2 separate regions of the Mus musculus genome follow, and region 1 is linked to region 2. A link is a contact called in public promoter capture Hi-C data. All regions are on one chromosome and are shown on one strand. Each heading gives the region's core, a stretch centred on a gene start, on an enhancer-like site or on the middle of the called end of the contact. The rest is flanking DNA. Distances are from core to core; before and after follow the strand shown.

Evidence for each region. Promoter capture Hi-C pulls out the DNA fragments that hold promoters and counts their contacts.
Region 1: a contact with region 2 is called in a promoter capture Hi-C map of hematopoietic stem and progenitor cells, with 2.4 times the contacts expected there. The contact joins the enhancer-like site here to the promoter of Plbd1 in region 2. A contact is called at or near these places in 7 of 39 promoter capture datasets (the 3T3-L1 cell line, cranial neural crest, hematopoietic stem and progenitor cells and 4 more), 2 of 484 Hi-C or Micro-C datasets (bone marrow-derived macrophages and granulocyte-monocyte progenitors), 6 of 115 datasets of contacts at active chromatin or transcription factors (embryonic stem cells, large pre-B cells, microglia and 2 more) and 4 of 9 other capture datasets (adipose tissue, embryonic stem cells, liver and 1 more).

What each region holds. Positions count from the first base shown.
Region 1 is chr6:136,740,390-136,745,013 of GRCm38.p6, reverse strand. Gucy2c (guanylate cyclase 2c) reads left to right here. Exons shown (of 27, transcript NM_001127318.1): 10 at 987-1,098; 11 at 4,323-4,404. Among named protein-coding and RNA genes, the nearest start is that of Gucy2c, 39 kb to the left of the region's middle. Within about 2 kb of position 2,448, at least 61 of the 459 cell types and tissues checked have an H3K27ac peak or open chromatin away from gene starts, as enhancers often do. A contact at or near this core is called in granulocyte-monocyte progenitors, hematopoietic stem and progenitor cells and second pharyngeal arch cranial neural crest, where this site is marked.
Region 2 is chr6:136,658,057-136,663,258 of GRCm38.p6, reverse strand. It overlaps Plbd1 (phospholipase B domain containing 1), which reads left to right and starts at 1,366. Exons shown (of 11, transcript NM_025806.2): 1 at 1,366-1,697. The coding sequence starts at 1,580.

The DNA.
Region 1 (4,624 bases), core at 1,199-3,698, 81 kb before region 2:
ACAGAAAGAAAAAAAGAAAAAAGAAAGAAAGGAAGGAAGAGGGAAAAAGAGAAGGGAGGGAGGGAAGGCAGGGAGAGAAGGAAAGAAGGAAGGAAGGAAGGAAGGAAGGAAGGGAGGGAGGGAGGGAGGGAGGGAGGGAGGGAGGGAGGGAGGGAGGGAGGGAGGGAGGGAGAAACTTTAAGAGGAATATAAAGTTGATACACATGCCATGGAAAATTTTTGTGTCATATCCCCCAAATGCTTCAGTTACTAACAGGAACCACACAAAGAGACCCACATGCTCATCCAAAGAGATGAAGACCCTACTGTCCTCGGAAGAGACACAAAGACGTGTGTGAGAGACCTTTCCTCACCACACTTCCACTGTTCCCTACACAGGTCTCCCAAAACAAATTTGGTCAAACTTCTCAGCATTTGACTGCTTCCAACCTCAGTACATAGTGTGTGTATTGGGGAGAACCTAGCAATTAGCTCTCAAAACATGGAGCTATCAGAATACTAGTCTATACTCAGGGTAGGTATCAATAGAGAGTTGATAAGCCACACCCTAGCATACAGGCTAATTTTGACCTTCTATATATGCAACTATAGGTTCTATCCTTCAGACTCAAGTCTCTAAATGTAAATTTCCCATGGAGAATATTTTGAGGGAAGGATAGTGACTGTAGAAGGTAGCCCTGTTTCAAACATATTGCACACAGCATTGTCAATACCTAGAGCACTAATTCAAAGATAGCCTGTAATAATGTTTCCATTAGCAGATAACGTCACGTGAAGGCTTTATTCATAGAGGCTTAATTAACAACTGGTAATGATGGCTCATATCTGTAATCCCAAAATTTGGGAAGCTGAGGCAGGAGGATTAAGAGATCGAGATCACGTCCCCAAAGCCACACACACACACACAGTCAGCCTCATCACACATTGCTCTAAAATGTTCTCATGATTTTCTTTTCTTTTTGCCTTTGTTTATGGCTCCAACACAGTACAAGGTTCTTATGAAGTATGACACCCACAAAAACAAAACTATTCCGGTGGCTGAGAACCCCAACTTCATCTGGAAGAACCACAAGCTCCCCAATGACGTTCCTGGGCTGGGTAAGCCGTTCTTGCTGAGTTTCCTTCTCTCGATGTGGTTTCCGCGCAAGCTGTAGGCAGTTAGCTTGTTTATCTTTTCTTCTCATCTTGCCTAGACTCTCCAGGTTTGTGGCTGGGTTTTACAAGCCCAGTGAGTTCTGGTTAGACCCATCCACATTCGAACCCTGTCTTGAAGATGGTTTCCATATAAGCGGGACCCCCTAGAAAACAAAGTCAGAAAATCAGCAAAATTGAATAGACATAAAAATGTGTACTTTATCCTGTTACTGCTACAGACTCAATGTTTTAAGCAAGGAATATTTGCTGGATCTCACCTCTCCTCAGCTTTGCTCAGCACCTCAGGAAAGGATCTGTCTAGCCCTGTGTGACGCCTGCACGGTACTCACGCCACATTTGCTTGTTCATGTGTCTTTTTACAACATACTGTACAAGATTGGGGTCTAATAGTCACTGATACCTGTTGCTGAAGCATACTGCACTGGAATAATTGAATAATTATGTATTCAATTATTCAATATATTCAATACATTCAATATGTAATTTATTCTATATAATCTACAATATATATTGTAACATTAATATCATAAGAATATATAATGTTATATAATATTATTAAATATAATATAGTGATATATTATATTATATTAATTACACACACACACACACACAAACACACACACACACACACACACACACTGGACCCAGCACTAAAACCATTAATTTAGATGAAAAGGCAGGTCCAGGGTAGCATAGCCAAAGACAATTGCGTTAACATGAGTCAGTTTGCTTTGATTACAACTAAAAGCTTTCTCCTCTAGCAAAGCAGCCTGTTTACCGAGTTCCCTCCAGCCCTACTGTCCTAGGACTTAGAAATCACCCTGCTGTTCACTGTACATTCTTTGAGAAGCCGGCAGAATGCAACAACCAGAATAGCCACTAGAGGGCACAGATGGTTTGCCTTAGAAGTAGCCTGAACCTGACTTAACAGAGAAGCAAAATGAAAATGCGGTTGAATTTTAAACAACTGCATTTAGCCAGGTGGCTCACATCTGTAATCACAGTGTTGGGAATACCGAAGGGAATATTACCATGAGTTGAGGCAATCCTCGGCCACAAAATGAGATCCAGGCCAGCCTGGACTACTGAGTATGACCCTGTCTAAACAACAATGAACTGATTTCATTTAAATAGCATGTTTAAATATCTAATTATGGTCATTATGTCTAGCACAGGGGGTGCTCATTATGTAGGCAGGTAGGGACTGAAATGACCTGAGTGGCTCAGACTCATGCTCTGGCATGGGGGTGTATGATGCCACAGTGTGGAGTTGTATTTTTTCTACAGACTTCCTCTTTGTCTGGGGCTAGGGGTGTGTTACGGTGGCAGTGTGTGATGGTGGTAGGCATGGTGGAAGTACTGTATCCATCAAAAGAAATGTGGTCACGACATGACTTCATGACAGTCTCATGATGGTCATGACATGACGTCACGATGTCATGATGGCATGAGCCCTGAGGTGGGAGCACTTTCCTGCCTAGGTGAGAGGCGAAACAAAGTCACTTAGAAAGCCAGGTGACAGGCAACCCCAGGGCAAAGCTTGCCAAGCAGCCCTCATGGAAATGTGCTACAGTTTTATCGCATGCTAAGCTTCTGCTTGGGACGGAGCAGGGGAGGGATGGGGCGTGGCGGGGCGAGGGACTGGGGGCAACAGAGGGTCAGCGGGTGGGGGAGGAAGAAGGAAGAGAGAGAGAGAACATGAGAAAAGTTTAGGATACAGTATGATTAAACAAAAACATTACAAGATGTGTGATAAGTTTACAGTAGAGGAGGGTCTTAGTATATTTTCATATTGGGGCATCTTTTTCTTGTCTCGGTAAAATAAAGAGGATCAAACTTTTATTCAAAGCTTTCAGCCATTTAAAAATCAATAATTTACTCATGGTGGGTACAGGCTGGCTGGTAGACAACCGAGCTGTGCCTTCAAGGGTCTTGAGTGTCCCCCCATGCTGTGTTAGAGACTCCTGGGGGTGGAGGGGGAGGGAGTGGAACTTTAATGAGAAATCTGTTCATCTTTTCTTGGAGTAATTTCATTAAGTACTTGGAAGTGACCTCCAGTCTTTAAAAAAAAAAAAAAATTTGAACACTTTCCCTATTTGAGCATTTGTTTGCGCGTGCTCTCTCTCTCTCTCTCTCTCTCTCTCTCTCTCTCTCTCTCTCTCTCTCTCTCTCCCTCCCTCCCCTCCCTCCCTCCCTCCCCTCCCCTCTCTCATGCAACTCTCTCCTCTCTCCTTGTCCTTTTTACCATATCCCTTTGTCTTCCAGCTCCTTACACATTTTGCTTCTCACTTTGAGTCATCCTTTCATGGAGCGTACTTACTTCCTGCCAGGTGGGGAAGCTCTGCACACACGTGAGCCAGAATGAGCCTGCGAGGGTTTTTACTGCTGTGGCTTCTGACACTGAACTTGTCCCTTACGTCCTTGGACGTCCCTCCAGTGTTTCCTCGGATTACACTCCCATTTTCCTGAACTCCACTTGTTGTTCTGAAAATCTGTGAATGGAAGACTTCTACTCAAACTATGCGCGCGCGCACACACACACACACACACACACACACACAAGATTCATTCACTCTAACACAGTCAAGTTATTGCTTTCCCTCAATAATAGAAATCTTGGAGAGGAATAGTATACAGCACTGTGGTTTAATATTCTAATTGGCTTTCTTACAGTATGCATCCAGCATTTAAACATAGCCATCTCTTTCTTTCTGCATAGAACCTCTTTAGACACACAGATCTAGAGAATATCATGTAGGCTTATCTCCCTTCAAATTATGTGTTGGAAACCACTTAATGTTCCTATGACAGTAGTGGTTTTGGTTAGAAATAAGGAGCTACATGGCTGTGCCTAGTGGCATGTACCTATAATTCTAGCACACAGGGGGATCATAAGTTTTAGGGCAACTCTGAGCTACTTAGGAAGAGGAGAGAGGGGAGGGGAGGGGAGGGGAGGGGAGGGGAGGGGAGGGGAGGGGAGGGGAGGGGAGGGGAGGAGCAGAGCCTGCAGATGCTGGATGCATAGCACCAATAAAAGATTAATCAAAAAATGTTTTTCAAAAGGGCTCTTCCCTCTCCTGTCCTCGGGCTTCATTTCACCAGGCGGGGCTCTGGGACGCATTTGTGCTGTGGCCCCGCTAATGCACACCCCTTCCTTCTCTGCACAGGCCCTCAAATCCTGATGATTGCCGTCTTCACGCTCACGGGGATCCTGGTAGTTCTGCTGCTGATTGCCCTCCTCGTGCTGAGGTACCTCCTTCCCACAGGCTTGCCCTCCAGATGGGGACGGGAGAAGGGGACAAGCCTGGTGTCCATTGGCGGTGCTTGATGAAAAAGGCAGACCTGGGATCTAGAAGGCACTCTACTTCAAAAGCGGGGTCAAAAGCAGAAGCCGATATGTGTAGATCAGAACCCTGGCATTGAGGCACAGGATTCAGATCGAAGCTCTGGCCTCTGCCCCTGTGAGTCT
Region 2 (5,202 bases), core at 117-2,616:
TGTCAAAATGTACCACAAATTACTGTAACAGTGCTCTGCTAGGTTAGTACTTTTTACCTTGGGGAATACTGGACGTGGTCTGGAGGCACTTTCAAGGATGTTAAAGGCCTCAGAGTGCACAGGACACACTCACACACACGGACGGACACACACATATGCTCACTCATAACTGGACAGAATTTCAACAGTACTGAGTTTAAGAAAGTCTAATCCAATTAAACTGCTCGTTCAAAACAAGCCAACCACTTCATCGACTAGTCTGGTGTTCTACAGACCCGGTGTCATACAGGGCTCTATCCTGGAACACTGAAGTCAATAAATACTCGGCAAGCAAACCATCAGGTGGGTGAGCCCAGCCCCCATCAGGCATCCTGAAAGAGTCACCTCCTCTGAACACTTGTCTCCTTGGATCAGAAGGGTCAGTGAGGTCACAGAGTGGGATATGGAGACACACCTGCACTTTTTGGGGTGACACTTCACTAGCCACGTGCCATAGGACCCAAAGGTACCGTTCACCTTCGTTTTTATTTTATGTACAGTCCCTACAATGCCTGCAGCTTCTTTCTCCACTAAATGAATATTACCAAACGAAATTGTGATTTGTATTTCATAATTCACAGGTGTCATTTCTAGCAATGACAAATTTATTTCTTCCTCTAACAAAGGCACTTCTTCATTACTTTTTAAAAAATATTTATTTGTTTATCTGGATTTTTTATATTTTGGTGTTTGGAAACAGTGTCTCATTCAGTAGCCCAAATTGTCCTCAGACTTTCATTAATCCTCCTGCCTCGACTTCTGGAACGCTTTACAAACCCAGCTACAGTGGTTTGCTTGCCTGGGTTCAGTAGCAAAAGATGAGCTCAGTCAGCTTGAAGTCTGTTGCCTACTTCACAATGTCACCTAGGGCACCCTTGGCCAACTTCACAATGTTGCCTTCAGCGAGTCCTGCCCAGACATGGGTCTCTATGGAAGCTCAGGGGTAGATCTGCTTCTAGCCCCGCGTGAATCAGCTCCGCCCAATGAAGACACAAAGCTAAGGTCTGGAGGTGTTGAGCTCCTGAGGTCAGACAGGCTGGCGCAAGAAGCCCTGATTCCTGACGGATGAGGGACCTGAGAAGACAGAAGGCCACAGAATCCGACCTACGGGGAGGCATGCGACCCACTGCTGCCTCGGTTTCCTTATCCTCTGCTACAGGGACCAAGGCCACCTTTAACTGATTCCTTAGCCCTGAGCCCCACCCTCCAGGAGGCGACCAGAGAAAGCAGCACAGCCCCGGCACTTCCCAAAAGCGCGACAGAGAACTTTCCCGGCCTGGCCCACAGGTGGCTGGAGGGTCAGACCAGACGGAAAGGATCCGCCTCTCCTAGCCTGGGGCTCAGCAGGGCGAAGGTTGGTTCCCAAGGCCACGTGAAGCGCCCAAGCAGGCAAGACTAATGTCAGAAGAAAGTTAAGATCGGCCCGGCCTCTGCAACGCAGCGCCCTGCTACCATCCTCAAGTGCGGCTCTTGCAACAGCTGCCACCGCCGGCGCCAGCGGGACCTAATCCAACCAGGCCGAGGTCACAGCGGAGGAGCGATGTGCCACCGCAGCCCTGGCAGGAGCCTCAGGCCGCCATCGCCGCTGCTGCTGCTGCTGCCATTGCTGCTGCAGCCTCCCTGGGCGGCTGGCGCTGCCAGCCAGAGCGACCCAACAGGTGAGCAGAACGGCCGCCCGCGGACTAGGGGCGTTGCCCTGTACCCCCACGCCGGCGGCTGGCCAGAGTCCCAACAGCTTTGCATCTAGGGGCGTCTTGGGTCGTACTTCTTGGTGGGGAGCCTGGCGGGTTACGTTCCAGCCCTGAGGTGGATCAGCGGTGGCATTGAAGGAGGGTACAAGGGCTCTCCAACGTAAAATGTTTTGGCCTTAATTCTGTCCCATATCTTGTCCCGGACAACCTCGACTGGTCCAAAAGGCTCCAGTCCAGAGATTTTTCCAAATCAGACTGAGGTGTGATTTCGAGCTGACCTTTGTTCTGCTTCTAGAAGTAGACAAGTGACTTGGACTTAAGAGAACTGATAGCAAACTGGTTATGCCATCTTGATATGGGACAGGGCCAGAGCTTAAGGCTGCTGAGCTCTTCTGAATGGCCTCAGAATCCTAAAGTGGATTAAAGTCTCCGTTCTACTGCACAGAGGCTGCGACTGGGGGGAAGTCAGGAATTTGCCTAAGCGATAAGGTAGCTGGGTTGCCAGAGGGCACTGGTGTAATCCTTCCCTTCAGAAAAAACAGGCCTCAACAGGTGTCCTTCCAGTCTCACCCTTCCATTTGTAACAAGACCAAAATGAATTGTGGGATGCGTAGACTTGGAAGATTCTAAAAGTCAAATTCAGAGAGGACGACTGATTTCGTAATCGTCTCCTTGTTTGACCCATTCAAGAATAGGAAGGGACGCGGGCAGTGTCCCCTTTCAAAAGTCGCTGATTTTTCTCGTTACCGTCTCTCAACGAGTACCCGCACCCTTGCCATTTGGAAGTGTTTGCTTTCAAAGCCTGCTCCACTCATGTCTGGAAACTTCCCAGTGGGCACAGGCTTGTGGGATGAGAAGGGTCCGGAAGTGCCTGATGTCTCCCCTGATTTAGCTGTATGTTCTTTGGTCATCCCTCCCTACCCCCGCCACATGAGCGCTCACGCTCACACACACACACACACACACACACACACACACACACACACACCCTTTAGTCCAGAAAAGCTGCTGGTTCCTTACCATGGCCAGCAATCCTGAAAGGCTCCTCCACATGACAGCTTTGAGGACAGCTAAGGATGCCTGCCTGCAGTGTCTATTTGAAACAGATGGGATGTCCTTTCTCCCTCTTATCAGTATGTTATTTGTACTGTATTGAAGCTTCCTCAACCTGCCAGTAGATTACCCAAAATTTAAATCGTAAAAAAGCAGAGGCATTGCTATCTCCCAGGGCTCCCAAAGGAACCTAGCTCCGTACTGTGAGCTTAGTAGGCTGTGTCCTAACTGTTCCTCCTTTGCCCTGGTAAGAGAGAGATGAGCCGACCTCCGTGAGACTCAAAATGTAGCCCATTCCTTGGTAAAACTGGTTCTTCCTCTAGGCAGGCAGGGCTAAACTCCAGAAGTCAGTATTTGCATCATGCCAGCTGTGATCAGATCTCAGGGAGACGATTCACCCTGATACACGCCCAAGTCTGTCCCCAGATTCATCATTAATTATTCATTAGAAATATAACTGTCAGGCTGAGGGCCTGACTCATCTGCCCTGATTGGGCACTGGGAACCGGAATCAGCTGGTGGGAAGCACTTGCTAACCTGACTGTCATTTAGTCTCCATAAGGTGTCCCGGCCGGCAGACAACAGGTTAAAGCCAATGGCTACTTTAACTCTGACAGCAGTTATATATCTGAGTTCACTAAAATGGGCCTACTGGTTGCACCATGGCTTATTTTAACATGGAAATTCTTTATACTTCATTTAAGTATTTATGTATGTATGTATGTGTGTATGTATGTATGTATTTATTTATTTACTAAGACGGGATCTCATTATGTAGCCCTGGCTAGCCTAGAACTCACTGTGTAGACCAGGCTAACCTGGAACTCAGAGAGATCCACGGCACCAGCCTCGTCTTTTTAATCCCTAAACAGTTTTCCAATTGCTCCCGCGTTCTGATTTTTAGCTTTAAAGGGTGGCTAGTGAGTTATTGCTGGAGTTAGCATGTTCCTTCTTACCAGGGCAAAGGAGGAACTTACTAACATTGTGGAGGTAGTGAAATTATGAGGAAACGTTTATGCAAAACTTATAACTCTTTGTCATCCGAAGAGACCTGGATGTCACATGACATATGTGTCAATCCTGGGGGTGGGGAAGACGTTGTGGAAGTCTTTTGATTGAGGTTTGAAAACAGAATGAACAAATCTCCGAGAGAGGCTGCTGGTGCGCTGAGAGACGACCTCCATCATCAGTCTGGCAGGTCCTGTGATGACCTCCATCATCAGTCTGGCAGGTCCTGTGATGACCTCCATCATCAGTCTGGCAGGTCCTGTGATGACCTCCATCATCAGTCTGGCAGGTCCTGTGATGACCTCCATCATCAGTCTGGCAGGTCCTGTGATGACCTCCATCATCAGTCTGGCAGGTCCTGTGATGACCTCCATCATCAGTCTGGCAGGTCCTGTGATGACCTCCATCATCAGTCTGGCAGGTCCTGTGATGACCTCCATCATCAGTCTGGCAGGTCCTGTGATGACCTCCATCATCAGTCTGGCAGGTCCTGTGATGACCTCCATCATCAGTCTGGCAGGTCCTGTGATGACCTCCATCATCAGTCTGGCAGGTCCTGTGATGGGCCCAGCAGGAGCAGCTGACAAGTTGCCAAAGCTTTATTCCCTTTAAGCTCCTTTGGAAACTCAAGCAACCAGCATCCTAATCCATATGTCGAAATCATGAGTCCATGAAATAGCTCAACCACAAAGGCTCATGGGGCACAAGGCTGTCCTGAGTTCGATCCCTGGGACTCGCATAAGGGTGGAGGGAGATACCTGACTGCACACTCCACAGAGTTATCCTCTGACCCCCTACTAAGTGCCACAACATGTGCACTCACATACGTCAGCACACTATGAACTTCATGTGACTATGTTCCCACATGTGACCTTCCAGTCACTGTGACAGTTTGGGATTTAGGTGGCCATGTAATCAGGAAAGAATTGTGCTATCCCTGAGGGAGTGGATGTGGCAACAGACGAGACTCTCCTCCCATTCTCAAAGAGTTGTGTGACAGCGATTATCGGACCAAGCACAAAGATAATGTCTTGCTGAGTGCCCTGGATGGGAGGTGACTCAGAGTAACAAATCTGTCAGGTGTGGTGACACACACCTGTAATCCAGCACTTGGGAGGCAGAGGAAAGATAAAATCTCTAAACTGAGGGCCAGCCTGAGCTACACAGCAAATTCCAGGCCAGCCAGAGCTACACAGTGAGGCACTCTCCCAAAAAGGGAGTGTGGGTGGGACCTGGGATCCACATCAGAATGAAACCAAGTTAGTGTTCAACTAACTAAAAGGGTTAGCTAAAAGGGAAGAAAGAAGGGTGCTTTTGGATTTGAGCAAATCTCTAATCATTTCCTGAATTGTACGCTTTGTCAATTCTTAACTGCTCTTCAGGTTTATCCCAGCTTCACACAGGCATGCCC